Linked DNA regions of Mus musculus: region 2 is linked to region 1. Evidence: chromatin contacts called from public HiChIP or PLAC-seq data. All regions are on one chromosome and are shown on one strand. The core of a region is the stretch at or near the end of the contact, and the rest is flanking DNA. Distances in the headings are between cores, read along the strand shown.

The links. HiChIP or PLAC-seq counts read pairs in DNA pulled down with a chosen protein or histone mark.
Region 2: an H3K4me3 HiChIP or PLAC-seq map of embryonic stem cells shows a contact between it and region 1, with 11 read pairs. The contact joins the enhancer-like site here to the promoter of St6galnac6 in region 1. A contact is called at or near these places in 2 of 39 promoter capture datasets (both in the 3T3-L1 cell line), 1 of 15 datasets of contacts at CTCF or cohesin (the NIH/3T3 cell line), 6 of 115 datasets of contacts at active chromatin or transcription factors (bone marrow-derived dendritic cells, effector CD8 T cells, embryonic stem cells and 2 more) and 2 of 9 other capture datasets (adipose tissue and liver).

The regions. Positions count from the first base shown.
Region 1 is chr2:32,602,212-32,609,716 of GRCm38.p6, reverse strand. It overlaps St6galnac6 (ST6 (alpha-N-acetyl-neuraminyl-2,3-beta-galactosyl-1,3)-N-acetylgalactosaminide alpha-2,6-sialyltransferase 6), which reads right to left and starts at 2,732. Exons shown (of 7, transcript NM_016973.3): 1 at 2,606-2,732; 2 at 1,621-1,675; 3 at 401-491. The coding sequence starts at 1,646. Gm52551 (a long non-coding RNA gene) reads left to right here and starts at 1,816. Exons shown (of 2, transcript XR_003954025.1): 1 at 1,816-1,944.
Region 2 is chr2:32,905,656-32,913,160 of GRCm38.p6, reverse strand. It overlaps Niban2 (niban apoptosis regulator 2), which reads right to left. Exons shown (of 14, transcript NM_146119.2): 2 at 7,262-7,392; 3 at 3,184-3,312; 4 at 1,715-1,820; 5 at 574-741. Among named protein-coding and RNA genes, the nearest start is that of Gm13523, 27 kb to the right of the region's middle. Within about 2 kb of position 4,655, at least 126 of the 459 cell types and tissues checked have an H3K27ac peak or open chromatin away from gene starts, as enhancers often do. A contact at or near this core is called in adipose tissue and embryonic stem cells, where this site is marked.

The DNA.
Region 1 (7,505 bases), core at 1,483-3,982:
CAACAAAACAACAACAACAACGGAAGGAAGGAAGAAAGAAAACAGGAACAAATACATGATGGGGATTCAGGTACTCTGATTTTGAACATGGCCATTCCCCCAAGGCCCCTGTTCACTTCCCCATCCCTATCCTGCACGGCACTCCCCAGAACCATTCACAGTCAATGCTTTCCCACTGATACATAAGCCAAGCTTTTGGATATCAAAGAGGACCTTGGGCCCAGAGAGAGGCGAGAGTGCACTCAGTGGCTGAAGCAGAGTTTGAACCCAGACCTCCTGGGTACCCACTCTCCTGTGTGGGCTGGCGTGAAGACGCCAAAGCCTGGGCAGGTTAAAAGAAGTCCGTTTCACAGACGGTTGTGCGAGCAGCTCAAACTGGGGTGAGAAACGAAGGACTTACTTTGTTGCTACTCATCTCTCTCCGGCGTCTGCTGAAGGGTAGAGGCCAGCGTCCGGCAGGTGGCCCGGGGGGCAGGGTTGTGGGGTCACACCTGCAAGCCACCAGAAAGGGTTATGGCCGGAGGCCCTCCCCTGGATGCGGCTGGATCTCAGGTCGCGCCTCTACCCAACAGCTCTCCCAAGTTTAAGGTTCAGGGCTGTTTCTGTTTTGTCCTGGTTCCCACTCATACTTCAAGCAGGGATGGTCCAAAAGTTTCCTAGGTCCTGACACCCTCCTCACAGGCCTTTGAACCCCAGGGCTCAGTGAATTCGGTCATTGGTCAATGTGATCTTGGGGTCAAGGGCAAGCCTTCCTGCCCCGCCCAGCTGTGTGCCTCACTCTATAACCCTCCCTTCCCTCCCACCACTGGGCCTGGCCCTTCTACACTTCCAAGCCCCAACCTGTAAGCAGGCCATAAGAGGGCATCCAGCCCACTTCCTCTGGCAGCTACAGCCCAAAAACGCAAAAAAGGGCTGGCATAGAGAGGAAGAAAACTAGGCTGGATCCTCAAAGGGGATCCCCAGATCAGAGCGCGCGCTCCCCGGGGAGCCTCTCGGCTCCGGTCACTATCTCCGCCCCCTGACCTAGCTGCGGTTTACTCCTACTCCAGGAATAGCTAGAAACCTCCAGGCTAGAGTGCCACACACACCGCTCCTGATTGGCCAGGCCTGGCTCCTCCCATTGCCAAGCACGACCCCACCCCGTGGCAGCTCCCACTACCATCCCCAGGCTTCATGGTTCCCCTGTGCCATCCCAGTATCTTCAGTCAGAGACCCCAGACTTCTGTCTGTCCCCAGCGGGCAGTTCAGGAAACAGGCTTAATGGAAGGGAGGCGTGGCTTGTCCGTGGACTCAAACCGTTAGGTCAGAAGACAGGAGGCCAGAATCCTAGAGTCGCCCCCATTAACCCTGACACCTCCAGCATTCAAAGCTCCCCTGGGTCTGGCCACAGCTCCCAGACAGACCACCGTCTTACTACCCTGTCTTGCGCATGCCCCGTGCTCCAGACACTTGGAGCACTCCAGGTCCCAGGCCCACGCCCCACTTTCCCACCTTTGCCTGAGCAGTGCCCTCAGCCAGGACTACGGTTCCCCCGGTCAGGCCCGTCACGGTCCTGCTCTGAGAACGCCATGGTCAGAACAGCGTATCAGGTGCCAGTGCGAATGTCGGGTCCACACTTACTGGCTGGGGGGCCTCGAGCAAGCCATGTGACCTCTCTGAGCCTCAGTTTCCTCATCTGTGAAATGGGAATAAGAACTGGTAACTCCTGGGGCGACTGGAAAGATGCATGCATTTGTGAAAAGGAGAGCCGAAGGCTTGAAAGTACTATATCAGAAATCCTAAGCCTTCGGGTTACTCCGTTCAATGCCCGCCCCTGCACAAGCCTGTCCCAGAAACAATCCTCCCCCTCTTGACCCCAAGCCGGGGACTTCCCTTATATTACGAAACATGCTCCGGAGCTACGCAAAGCATCGCCTGCCTACACACTTTTCAAGGCAACGCCTGGTAGGTGCTCTTGCTCCCCATTTCACAGATGAGGAGACTGAGGGATCAGAGAGGCAACGCGCCTCGCAGGGAGCAGGAGCAAGCGGGGGAGGGGGGAATCTTGTAGTGTTTGTTTACAGGGCGGAGCCTGAAAGGGTCTCCCGGGAGGGTCCCCTTGTAGCCTGTGCGTGCGCCAGACATCTAGTTCGGCTCGGAGTGGCCAGGCCTGGTGGGGAGCTGCTGACTCCGCTGGGGAGGTGGCAGCCCAGAAGCCTAGACTCAGCTCCAAGGCTGGACCTGCGGAGGCTGAGCTCTGGGCTGAGGGTGAGGGCCGCACCCTGAGCTCGCTCTGGGGCTTCTCCAGGTGACGGGAGCAGGGTACCCCCGAGTGCCTCGTGAGAGGCTCAGCCCCGCTCCCCATCTTCTGCCGCTGCACCCTAGGGTCAAGCATCCTATCCTGACCCCGGCTCTGCAGGGGAGGGGTGCGGGGCCGCGGCAGGGTCGCCCCATCTCCAACACGAGAGGCCCAAAGAATCCCGCTAGATCTCGGGGTGCAGTTAGCAAGCAGAGTGGGTCTCGGGGAGCCCTGGGGCTCCCCCCTTATCAGCGGCTCCCCACTGCCGAGGCGCAAGCACAAGCCCCCTCCCGCTCTGCTGCCCGCCCCCGCGCAGCACCGGCTCACCTCCGCCGGGGAGCGCCCGGCCCCCCGCGGCCCCCGCACCCCGTCACATGGCGCCGGGAGCCGAGAACCGGGGTCCGCGCCGCTCTGGCCGCCCAGGCCCCGCCGCAGCTCCAGCCCGCCGGGTCCTAGCGCCGGCGCTCGCAGTCCCGTTAGGGCCGAGCGAGAGGGCGGAGCCTCAGGCTGCGGATGGCCCCGCCCCAGGGAGGTGCCAGAGAGGAGAGACGCTCTCCCACAGCACCCTCGTGCCCCGCGCCCCATCCCAAATCTCATCCATTTCTCTCTCTCCAAATGGACACCAGGACCTCGGATGGGGAATCCGAAACGCGGAGATCACTGGGTTCGAACTCTGGTTATTAATTACCTGGACTCCCCCTCGTAGAGACCCAGTAACCATCCCCTAGGCAGCTTGGTACTTCATCTCCTTATCTCCGGAAAATGGAGAGAGCAACGTTTGAAAACGTAGCTTTTGATGGGCCTGGTAGCTTAGAGGCCTGCACCCTACTTAGGAGATAGAAGAGGGCGGAAGACTGTTGCAAGTTCAAGGCCAGCCTGATAGACATAGTGAGTACCGGGCCGGCCAGGGGTACATGGAGAGATCTTGGCTCAACTCTCTTCATCCTACCCTCAAATATTCGTTGCACTATTTTATGTGACTAAAAGGAAGCAATCTGGACCCAACCAACTGGATGGCTCAGCAGTTACAAATACTGGCAACTCTTCTAGAGGACCTGGGGTCCACTCCCAGCACAGTCCTAGGAGGATCTGTCGCCCTCTTCTGGCATCCATGGGTACTGCACATATATGTGGTACACAGACATGTGGAAGCAAAACATCCATACACATAAAATAAAATGAAAAATTAAAGAAAAATGCAACCTGAGGGCTAGGGAGATAGTCAATATGTCAGACTCGATGCCGTGTTCTGCTTCTGTCTTTCGAAACAGGGTTTCTTGGTGTAGCCCTGGCTGTCCTGAAACTTGCTCTCTAGACCAAGCTGGCATTGAACTCACAGAGATCCCTCTGCCTCCCCAAGTGGTGGGATTAAAGCCGTGTGCTACCCCCGCCCAGCGACGTCACGTGTTTGTAATCCCCATTCTGGGGGTGGGAAGAACAGGAGACCCCTCCAGCTAGCTTACCCTTTCTGGGCCTCCCAGGTCAAGGAAAGAACATTGGAGGCTGACCTTTGGCCTCCAGACATCCAGGGATGTGCATGTATGGACACAGGGATGTGCATATGTAGCCTGTTAGAAAGCTGGTTACATAAACAAAGACTGCCTACCCATAGTGTTCTAAGAGGCTGGGAACGAGGGTTAACGTGCATGCCTGAGAGGGTGATGGGGAGATTTAGGAAGAGAAAGCATGTTTAAAGAGTTCTGTTTTGTAATTACTTAGGAAAACATCATAGTAAAACTTTCCATTCCCCACCCTAGGTACCTATTAGGTCCTGCAGATGTACACAGTGAAGGTCACAGCTGGACAGTTTGAAACACAAGAGTAGAAATAGTCCAGATATCTACTAACAGGAGAATGGAAAGTTTGTTTGTTTGGTTTGATTTGGTTTTCTTTCTTTCTTTCTTTCTTTCTTTCTTTCTTTCTTTCTTTCTTTCTTTTTTTTCTTCGAGATAGGGTTTCTCTGTGTAGCCCTGGCTGTCCTGGATCTCTCTCTGTAGACCAAGCTGGCCTTGAACTCAGAAATCCGCCTGCCTCTGCCTCCCAAGTGATTGATTTGGTTTTCAAGACAAAGGTTCTTCTGGGTAGCCTTAGCTGTCTTGGGACTCGATTTGTAGACCTGGCTGGCCTTAAACTCAGATCCACCTCTGCTGTGCTGGGATTAAAGGCATTTGTCATCACCACCTGGCAAGGGTTTTTGTTTTTGTTTTTTGTTTGTTTGTTTTTCGAGACAGGGTTTCTCTGTGTAGCCCTGGCTGTTCTGGAACTCACTCTGCAGACCAGGCTAGCCTTGAACTCAGAAATTCACCGGCCTCTGCCTCCCAAGTGCTGGGATTAAAGGTGTGTGCCACCATGCCCGGCTTGTTTTTGTTTTTTTAAGGAATATTTACACTGTGGACTATTACACGGCAGGGGCAATGATAAGCTATAGGAACGCTGGTGAATCTTGGAGACCCAAGGAGTGAAAATAACAAATGTAGCCTGGCAGAGGCACGCCTGTGATCCCAGCACACGGCTAGGGGAGTGGATGTAGTAGAGTCAAGGCTATCTTCTGCTAAATACCAAGTTCAAAGACAGCCAAATGAAATGGAAACCCTGGTTTTCTTCGGCTCCTTTTCCGAGGCCCCGCCTCCCGCTCTCACCCCGCCCCCTCCTTCATCCTGTCCCCTGCTTGTAGATTAGGATGTGGGTCTCAGCTTCTGCTCCAACACCATGCCAGCCGCTATGCTCCCCACCATGATGATAATGGACTAAGCGTCTATAACTATAAACAAACTATAACCCACAATTCAATGCTTTCTTTTCTAAGAGTTGCCTTGGTTGTGGTGTCCCTTCACAGAAATAGAACACTAACTAGGACAAAAACAAACCAAAAAGAAACCTACTTGGCATTGCCAAGGGCAGGAGATAGCCATTGCCCGTATCACTGATTAAAGTTTTAAAAGCACCAGGGAGACCGCACATTACAGTATCCATGCACACTGTGTTCAAGAGGCTCATAGCCTTCATATGTGCTATAACTTACTAAAATAATATAAACACATCAGCCTATCACAAAATTAGAATATCACAATTTAAGGGAGCTGGCTCAGCAGGTAAAAGTGCATGCCACCAAGCCTGACGACCTGGGTTTGATCCCTGGGAGCCACTTGGAGGAAGGAGAGCATTCACCCTTGGAAGTTGTCCTCTGACCTGTGGCATTGTCACCACCTCCCACTAAACAAATGAGCAAACAAACAAATGCAATGTAACAAAAGAAAGATACAAATATAATGTAACAAAAGAAAGGTACAAATACAATGTAACAAAAAGAAAGATACAAAGGAAAAGGGCTTAAATGTTTCTTTTTTTTTTTCCTCTTTTTGGTGTGTGTGTGTGTGTCTGTATAGCCCTGGCTGTCCTGGAACTCACTCTGTAGACCAGAACTCAGAAATCCACCTGCTTCTGCCTCCCAAGTACTGGGATTAAAGGCGTGGGCCACCACTGCCTGGCAGAAGAAAGATTTAAAAGGAGAATTTTTTTGTTCATTATGATAATGTGTGTGTGAATGCCTGGTCTCTGAGACCACCACTGCCCCTTGAAGGGTAATGTGGTAGGCTGGAAGGTTCGCTGTCACTTGGGAGCCACTGTTGGTTCAACCTTCGAGAGTCTGATCTCAAGGAGTTTATTTTAGGACAAGTGTGGAGCCATGGGCTTGTCATCTCAGCTACAGGGGAAACTAGGGCCGGAAATCTCAAGTTCTGGACTTATACAGTCCCCCAAATAAAATGTGAGGTACAGTGGTCCATGGATATAGTCCCAGCACTCAGGAAGGGTGAGGCAGGAGGAACAGCAGTTCAGGGTCAGTCTGGGCTACACAGAGTTGGAGCTCAGGCTGGGCTATATGAGACTCCATCTCAGAACAAGGTGGTCATTTCTGGAATGTTAGGGTCTAGGCTGCTCTTTTTTTTTTCCACTTTGGGATTTATATTTTTCAAAAGTTTTAACAGAATAATTATACAATCATTTTGTTTGTTTGTTTGGTTTGATTTTTTCATTTAGCCCTGGCTGTCCTTGAGCTTACTGGCTCTGTAAACAGGCTAGTCTCAAATTCACAGAGCTCCACCTGCCTCTGCCTCCATCTCCTGAGTCCTGAGATTAAAGACATGCACCGTCACTGTCTGGCTTGGTTTTTTATTTTATTTTATTTTATTTTATTTTTTGTTTGTTTGTTTGTTTTTGGTTTTTCGAGACAGGGTTTCTCTGTATAGCCCTGGCTGTCCTGGAACTCACTATGTAGATCAGGCTGTCCTCGAACTCAGAAATCTGCCTGCCTCTGCCTCCCAAGTGCTGGGATTAAAACCACTTAGATTTTAAAGACTATTTACTTGTTTTGTGTGTATGAGTGATTTACCTGCTCATAGTTAGTTGTGCATCATGCGCATGTAGTACCCTCAGCAGCCAGAAGAGGGCGCGGGATCCCCTGGCCCAGGAGTTCCAATGGCTGTAAGCCACCCTGTCTGCAGGAGCAGCCCGTGTTCCTAACTGAAAAGTAAAAGCGTGCTTGCTCGCTCTCCCCCGCCCCCGGAATTACATTTTTAAAAACTGAATTGCAAATGCAGCTTTTGTGTTTGCCTGTGCTCGTGAGTGAACACGTGTTGATGTAGAGCCAGGGGTTAGCCTCTGCTGCTCTTCATAAGCCTCCCTTAAGAGGGTAGGAAAGACACAGAAAGAAACTCCACCCACTTCTGGTTGCTGGAGGCAGGGTTTCCTGCTAGGACCTGGGGCTGGCTGCTTTCTCCAGGCTGTCCAGTGAGCCTCGGAGACAGTCTGTGCCTCCTTCCTCTATGGGAACAAAGACCAAGGGCCAGAACACCTAGGAATTTTGTCGGGATTGTGAGGACGAAATTCATATCCTCCACTGGCTTGCCCAACACAGTACTTTATCAAGTGAACTATCCCCGCAACTTCGCGACACCCTTTTCCCTCTCCTACATTTTTTGTTACCCACCCCATTTTTACTACAATTACCATGTCTGTAAAGGCACGTAAAAGATGTGAGATAGAATCTACAAGGAACGGAGCCGACAGCTCCACTAGAGCTTGGTAGGAGGGGAGTGCCACCATCACTTTTAGCTTTATAAATGTCTAAGTTATTTGCATTGCATTAATTTAGAAAGTTATGATTGCTTGCTTGCTTGGTTTGAAACAGTCCTCCTTCAAGGTGTACTTCAAAAGCAATGTACTGCAT
Region 2 (7,505 bases), core at 3,406-5,905, 300 kb before region 1:
TTGCTCTCTGCTTTCTGACTATAAACGCAGTGCACCTCATACATATACCATGCCCTCCCCGCCACAGTGGACTACAGTACCCTGAAAGGAAAGACAAAATAAACAACAGTAACATCAATTGCTAGAAAGCAGCAAAATCCGGGCAGCGGCAGTGCATGCCTTTAATCCCAGCACTCAGGAGGCAGAGGCAGGTGGATCTCCGTGAGTTCAAGGCTAGACTGGTCCACAGTGAGTTCTAGCCCTAGACTGGTCCACAGTGAGTTCTAGCCAAGGATACAGAAAAAAACCCTGCCTCAAAAAAAAAAAAAAGTGGCAAAATCAAAATGATTTTGGGATTGGGGGTCCATGGGATCAACAGTCACAGCGTTCTGAGAACAGTTTTGTAATGTTCCCTTGGCAACACAAAAGTATTTCATCAAGGAAGACTATTAAGAGTGATAATCAAGAGTTTCTTACAACCTCAGCAGGGAAAAAATGTGAGCAGATCCTAGAGCAAGCTAGCCATTCCATACGCAACCACTAGGTGTCGCCATCTAGCACATTAGCAAATACTGCCGCCTGCTGGCGTCTCACCGTTGTTGCAGTGTCGAACGCAATCCTGAAGCACTGCCTGCCACTTGTCCTGCTCCGCTTCTGTCATCATGCAGAAGTAATAGTGTCGGGCGTAAGGATGCCACAGGATGAGAGGGAACTGCGTTGGGCACTTAAGGATGGGGGTGGAGCCTGATTTCGATGTGGTCCCTGTAGAGAGATGTGAACAGCTGCGCTGAGGCCTAGAGAAGACACCCTGTCCTGGGGACGTCACATCAGCAAGGAAGCAGCTCGCCTTCATTTTGACCCCATGGCCCAGCCACAGTAACTGAGAAACCTGGCATCGGTGTGGATTCTTTTCCTAGAACTGGAAACAGGTGACATCTACCTTGCTCGTGTGTAAGACACTATGACACGATCAGGCTCGTTACGTTCTTAAGTTTCTCTTCAAATTTCAATGGCAGAGGCCAAGCTGGTGGTTTAAATATCCAGGAAAGAAGGGAGGCATGTGGGCAAACAAAATAAATACAAAGGAATTTTTCTCTATCTCTTTGGCTCTCGGTGATATTTTAGATCCAGCAAGATAGCAGGCCCTGGGCTCACTGCTGTGGTCAGTAATATACATGACAGTAACAGTTGTGCGTGGCCCAGCTCTGGGTGGCTGGGATAGGACAGTTGCTCACACAGCCCACCCAAGGCCCTCGGGCTCCCTCAGCGCCAGGGTTCAATTGATGCGGAGGAACCTGATGTCAGGGGAGGAGGGGCTTAAAAGGACTGAGACAGTCCTGGAACCTAGGAAGTTGGATCCCTGCCCAGCATCTACTGCCACATAAGCTTCAGTCCCAAATCCCAGGTGGGGACTGTGTAAGCCTCTGGAAGCCTCAGCAGGCTGAGAAGAAGAGGAAAAAACCCTTGGCACCGCATTGCAGAGTTATCATCATCTTTCCCTGGGCCAACCGAGTCTAGGTCTAGACCCTATCTATACACAACCTGGGGACTCCACCTTGTAGGCCTTCGAGTCTCCTCTTTGGGGGCTCGGGTTGTTCAAGAGATGTGTAGACATTCTAAGCCCCGCTGGCTGTGCTGCAGAATGGCGCCCAAGCACAGGCTCAGGTCATCCCCTTCCCTGGCCGATCCTTAGGCCTACACAGGACAGGATGGCTGGAGACCACTGGTTCTTTACCTGGCAGGGAATTGCCGACCAGCTCCAGATACTGGTCGACAGAGGTGAGAACCTTGTAGCCCGCGCTGTTGATGACGGCCCGGGGTGGTATCTGCCGCTCATAGGCCTGAAGAGAGCAAGAGAAATGGGGCCTCAAGGTCAGAATGTTGTCAAACACAAACCTCGCTTCCAGTTGGCCCCATGGGCTACTCAGCTACTAGTTCAAGGTTTGGAGGTGGGTACTAGATGAAGAAGGAGCAGCCACATAAAATGTTCAGCGCAGTGCCTTAGCATGTAAGGAGCCATGCTGGGGCAGCTGCCTATTAGTGACACTGATGGCTGTCACTAATACCTCTGTGACCAGAGTCTACATTGTGCTGGGGACACTGCATGCTTCGTTTCTCAGGAGGTGGCTCCTTCCAGTTCACATCGATAGGAAGTAGATGTTGGCCATGAACCAGGACTGTCCCCAGAACCCAAGGTCTCTGACCACTGCCTTGGCTCCAAATGTCTAGGCTCTGAGCATCACAGTGCTTCAAAGGAGACTCCGAGCATGCAGCTCTCCTTGATACAACGGGGAGGGTACTCTGCTCACTGGGGGCAGACAGATCTGCTCTGAAACAGGTCAGACAGGCCTCTCTTTAGGGCGGCGCTGGACAAGTGTTTGGCCGATGAAATAAAGTTTGTAATATAACCAGGTGGGACTTCCTGGAGGGGCCCAAAGCAAAGGCTCACAGTCAGTCCCCATCTCTTCTCAGACACATCAGAGCATGGAGGATTGGGGAGATTTCAGGAACCCCATCCAGAGATGGCACAGAGGGCCAGACTGCGCGGCACTGGCAGAAGGAGCCGGGTCTGGGAGAGGTGGGAGGAGACTGAGGCAGGCAGAGGGTGGGCTCTGTGGTGATGCTGGGATTTTTAGTGCTTGGCAGTGACCAGAGAGCAGGGTGATCTCAAGGAGGGCTTAAGAGGACAGAGGGACACAGGATGAAATGACTGAGAGGACAGACAGTGGGACGCAGGATGAAATGACTGAGAGGGGAGCCCGAGGCCAAGCAGACTTGGAGAAATGCAGAAGGATCAGGAAGGTTGCTTTGGTCCTGGAACTTCCATGGAGAGATGGCCCGTGGTAGGCATGAAGGGGAAGGCGTGGTGTCCGGAGCCTCAGATGGTGGAATAGGGTCGCCAAGTAAGAACTAGGTAAGTGGGCTGGAGAGATGTCTCAGTGGTTAAGAGCACTACCTTCTCTTCCAGAGGACCTGGGTTCAATTCCCAGCACCCACATGGCAGCTCACACCTGTCTGTAACTCCAGTTCCAGAGGATCTGATGCCCTCATATAGACACATATGCAGGCAAGACACCAATGTACATGAAATAAAATAAATTAATTTTTTTTCAAAAGTTTAAAAAAAATAGCTATGTAAGCCTGGAGGAGGGTGAGCGGCTGCCAGGAGCGTGGGGAAGGGTGGCTGGCTCACCCCGAACTCACCACTTTGTTCTCATATAGCACCAGCCCATAGTTATGGGGCACCAGGCTGAAGCGGTTTCTCCACTTCTTATTGTCTTCCTGGTACTGGAAAAGGTTTCCGGAGAAGATGATGCGTTCATCCAGGGGCACCTGTGGGCAGGAGGGAACAGGGGCGGTCCCAACAAGGTGGGAGCACAGCCATCAGTGCCTGGGTTATATAACTCCTCATGCAACACACACACATACACACACACACACACACACACACCACCACCACCACCACCACCACCACCACCACCACCACCACCACCACCACTACCACCACCACCACTACCACCACATCCCTGACCTCGTTGGGACTCCGAAGCAAGACTGCACTGTACCCACTGCACAGATGGAAGCCTGAGGTTCAGGGTAGTGAGGTGCTTACTCAGGGTTCAAATAGGGTAAGAGTGGAACCCAGTCTGGACATTCATTCAGAGCCATGCCAGACTAGGGGTCCTGGGAAGGCAACCAAGCGGTCAGCAGGCTGCTTCCCCTAGCTACCTGCCACTGTTACCCAGGGCTTTCGCCTAGCTGGAGGCCACACCCACAGGCCACACTGGATGGTCCTAATGCCTGGGAAAGCCTCTGCCAGCTCTGGGCCTCAGTTTCCCCTCAGTGCAATGAAGACTTGAACTTGTATCCAGAGCTTCCCAGCTTGGCCAAGCTGGCATTCCTGAGTCTGGGTAGGCAGAGATGCTAGGCCAGCATCCAGGCAGAGAGGAGACCTGTGTGGGCTGTAGACACACTGGGACAGTCCTGTGAAACCCCACAAAGACGAGGGGGCCAGCAGCGGCTAGTTCCCTCATCTGTAAACTAGGGACAGTAGCTGACAAGAAGGAGGTAGGCACCAGGCAAAGCACTTGCGAGCAGACAAAGAGTGGCCACGCCAGGAACCTGCCAAGTGCAGGAGATGCACTCCAGCACTCCCAGCTTCCGGACTGATCTGGACATTGGAGGTGGGATGTATTTACACCAAGGGTGGGGGCCGAAGCTGAAGCTACGGATCACGGAAGCTTCTGGAAGGGAGGGACAAAAGCTGCAATGGACTATGGGAGCCAGAAAAATCTAGAGATTGCCAATTCTGGGCAAGTTCTGTTTATTCTATGATAAGCACGGTACCAGTTACAAAATGGACGAGTGCTATATGTATCGATGGGGGGAAAAGTGTGACTTTGCGTGCCCGCTCTGAGGCCTCTCAGAATGCAGGGGCCCCTCCTGCCTTCTTCCCTGGCCCCTTTCCCTAGCTGCCCCCTGCTGCTCCTCAGGGGAAAGCTGCACTCCTAAAAGGAGAGCCCATTGTGCTCAAACAATAGAACCCAAGACCAGTTTCCTCTCCAGAAGAAAATATTTACAGGAAAAAAAAAGGGTCTGCTCCCCTCCCCCTACACGGGCTCTGCCCAAGAGCGGAGACTCCCACTTGGTGGTCTATATTTAGACTTCTGAAACCCAGCCCTCCAATCTGTCTTTTCTAGAAAGAGCAGCCAGGGTTTTCCTAACACCCTGGAAAGACCCCGCCCCGCTAGCTCAGCTGGGCATGTTTGGTGAACCGGAAGGCCCCGAGACTGGGGACAGCCTTACAGGGACTGCAGAGGCAATGCCTGAGCCCTGAAGACAGACTCTGCACCCCTCCACCCAGCATACCCCCCCCCCCAGATCCTGAGCCACCTTCCTCAGGCTGCCTGGCTGCTGCCTTAGATTTTATTTTGAAGATTTTTCTTCAAAGGTAAACTGAGGTGTTACAAGGAAGCCTGTAATCCCAGGTTCAGGAGGGAGGTAGAGGCAGAGGGACATCCTCTACTACAAATGGAGTTTGAGGTTAGCCTGAGCTACACAAGACCCTATCTCAAAAGGGGAAAATTGGTTTTGTTTTTTGGTTTTTGTTTTTTGGGTTTTTTTCAAATGACAGAGTCCTGTTTTGAGCAGGCCTGCAGAAGGTACAAAATATTTCAGACGCCACAACTCAGGGCCAGCCTGGCCACCCCTCACAGGTGCCAGAGAAGCGACTCCCCAGCCTCAGCCCCAACCCCAGCCCCTCTGTTCCCCAGTGACCCTCAGAGCAAGGAGTAGACAAGAGACTGAAAGAAACTGTTCATCACAAAACAACTATTGATTGCTTTGCTTGCTGGGGTGTGAGGTGAGTTTACAGCAGACTGGCCTTGAACTTGGGCTGTTCTGGCCTCGGCCTCCTGAGTGCTGGGATCACAGGCCAGCCACCTCACCCAGACCCACTTGCTCTTATTACGGCAATAATTGTTTCTTTAGAAAATGACTGTGATCGTTCTGGTGACTAATGTGATTTCCCTTCTATCGGTGTCATGACTTCACGTGGTGGTCAGGCTCATGAGACACCAAGGATCTCAGGGACCATGAGCACCTTCAGGCCACTGATCTGCCTACATAGCCTGTTTGGCGGGATGAGCACACAGCCCTGTGAGCATGACAAGCCAAACACAGAAAATGCTTAACACAGCACCAGCTCCCACTCGCCCTGGGCTCTTGGGAACCGGGCTGCCTGCACTGTTTGTTTTTGTTTGGCTTTGTTCTTGTTTTAAAACAGGGTTTTAGGATATAGCCCTCCTTGGCCTAGTGCTTACTCTGTGTCACCACACTGGATTTGCCTGTGACCTTCATTCTAGATAGGAGAAGTAGCCGAGGCCCTGCTCATCTGGGCTGAATTACAGGTGCAGGAGGACACCTGCCAGGCCTGAGAGCGGCCATATCCAAACACCCCTTCTCTACAGTCAGTCATGACACCCGGAGCGGAGACAAACAGCCCAGCCTTTCTCTCCTCCCAGGGCAGGCTGAGATGGGGGAGAAAGGATCGTAGGCTAGGAATCTAAGCCAGCTCTGTCTGCCCCCAGAGTCACTGGGCTAAGTTTGGAACTTTTTGTACATAAAGACTCCTTCTGTCTGTCAGTCCCTTCCCTCTGTCTGTCAATCCCGTCTCACAGGCAACCCCTCCCCACCCCCCAGGGCCTTGCTGAAGCAGCCTTCTCCAGACCAGTTGAGACTCTGGTGTCTGGATCAGCCAGTCATCTTCCCAGCTCCTATCTTATCCTGTAAACAGCCATCGCTGGCTGTCACCTTGAGCGGTTTGTAGAGCTATAAAGACCACGCAGCCTTAGCACCTGACCCTGCCGCCAGCACAGTGAGCAGCAAAACTTCCCTGCAGAGCCTCCAGGGTAGAATTCCAGCCACTTACCTACCCTCTGCCTTAAGTTGGGTAACTCAGCAGCCAAACCCACTGTTTCCTTCCTGACCTCACCCTAGCCCTGTCACCTCCAGGCCTGTCACAAGGATCCCCACTCCAGGCCACACTGACACCCCAGGGTAGATCCAGGCAGCGTTCTCAGCAAACCCAGGCCTAATGCTAATAACAGGATAATTATTATTATATTAATGATGAGGTTGGGGAGAGCATCTGCTCTCATAGTCCTGCGAGGAGGGAACCTAGAGCACGTGGCCTGGGACAGTGTCGATGGCTCTGTGAGGCAGGGACCATGCCACTTCCACCCTGGAGGGGAGGAAGCAGGACAAGGGTTTTGTCACATCTCTCTTGACAGGTGTGTGGCCTGAGCTGTCAAGACTGCAGAATGTAGCTGTGACAATGAAGAGGTTGCACTGGCATTGGGGGAGGGGTTGCACTGGGATTGGGGGAGAGGTTGCACTGGCAGTGGGGGTGGGTGGCACTGGCAGTGAGGGAGGGGTGACACTGGTAGTGAGGGAGGGGTGGCACTGGCAGTGGGGTAGAGGTGGCACTGGCAGTGGGAGAGGGGTGACACTGGCAGTGGGGGTGGGTGGCACTGGCAGTGGGAGAGGGGTGACACTGGCAGTGGGGGGGTAGCACTGGCAGTGAGGGTAGGTAACACTGGCAGTGGGGTAGGGGTGGCACTGGTAGTGGAGACTAAGAAGCAAGTGTGGGGTGGTTATCCTCAACCTATGAAGGCCCTTAGAGACCAAACCAGCAGCATAGGGAAACTAAGGCCCAGAGAAGACAAAGGCCCATAGCAGAAGGGGTACAGAGCCCAGGCTGGACCCTCTCTATGCCTCTCACCTTGCGCCAGAGCAGCTGTGCCTGCGGTGGCCCGGTGCCCTCGATCTCATGGCGCATGCTATTGAAGAGGGAGACACCATACTGGTCCTCATAGAAGCGAAGGAACTCTGTGAGGATCTTCTCGGTTTTCTCTGCAAGGGAAGGATGCATGAGAGTGTGAGGTTGCCACAGAAACCTGGGGAATCAGGCCTGCAAGTCCCGCCTGAAAAACCGTCCACACAAAGCACAAATATCCTTTCACACA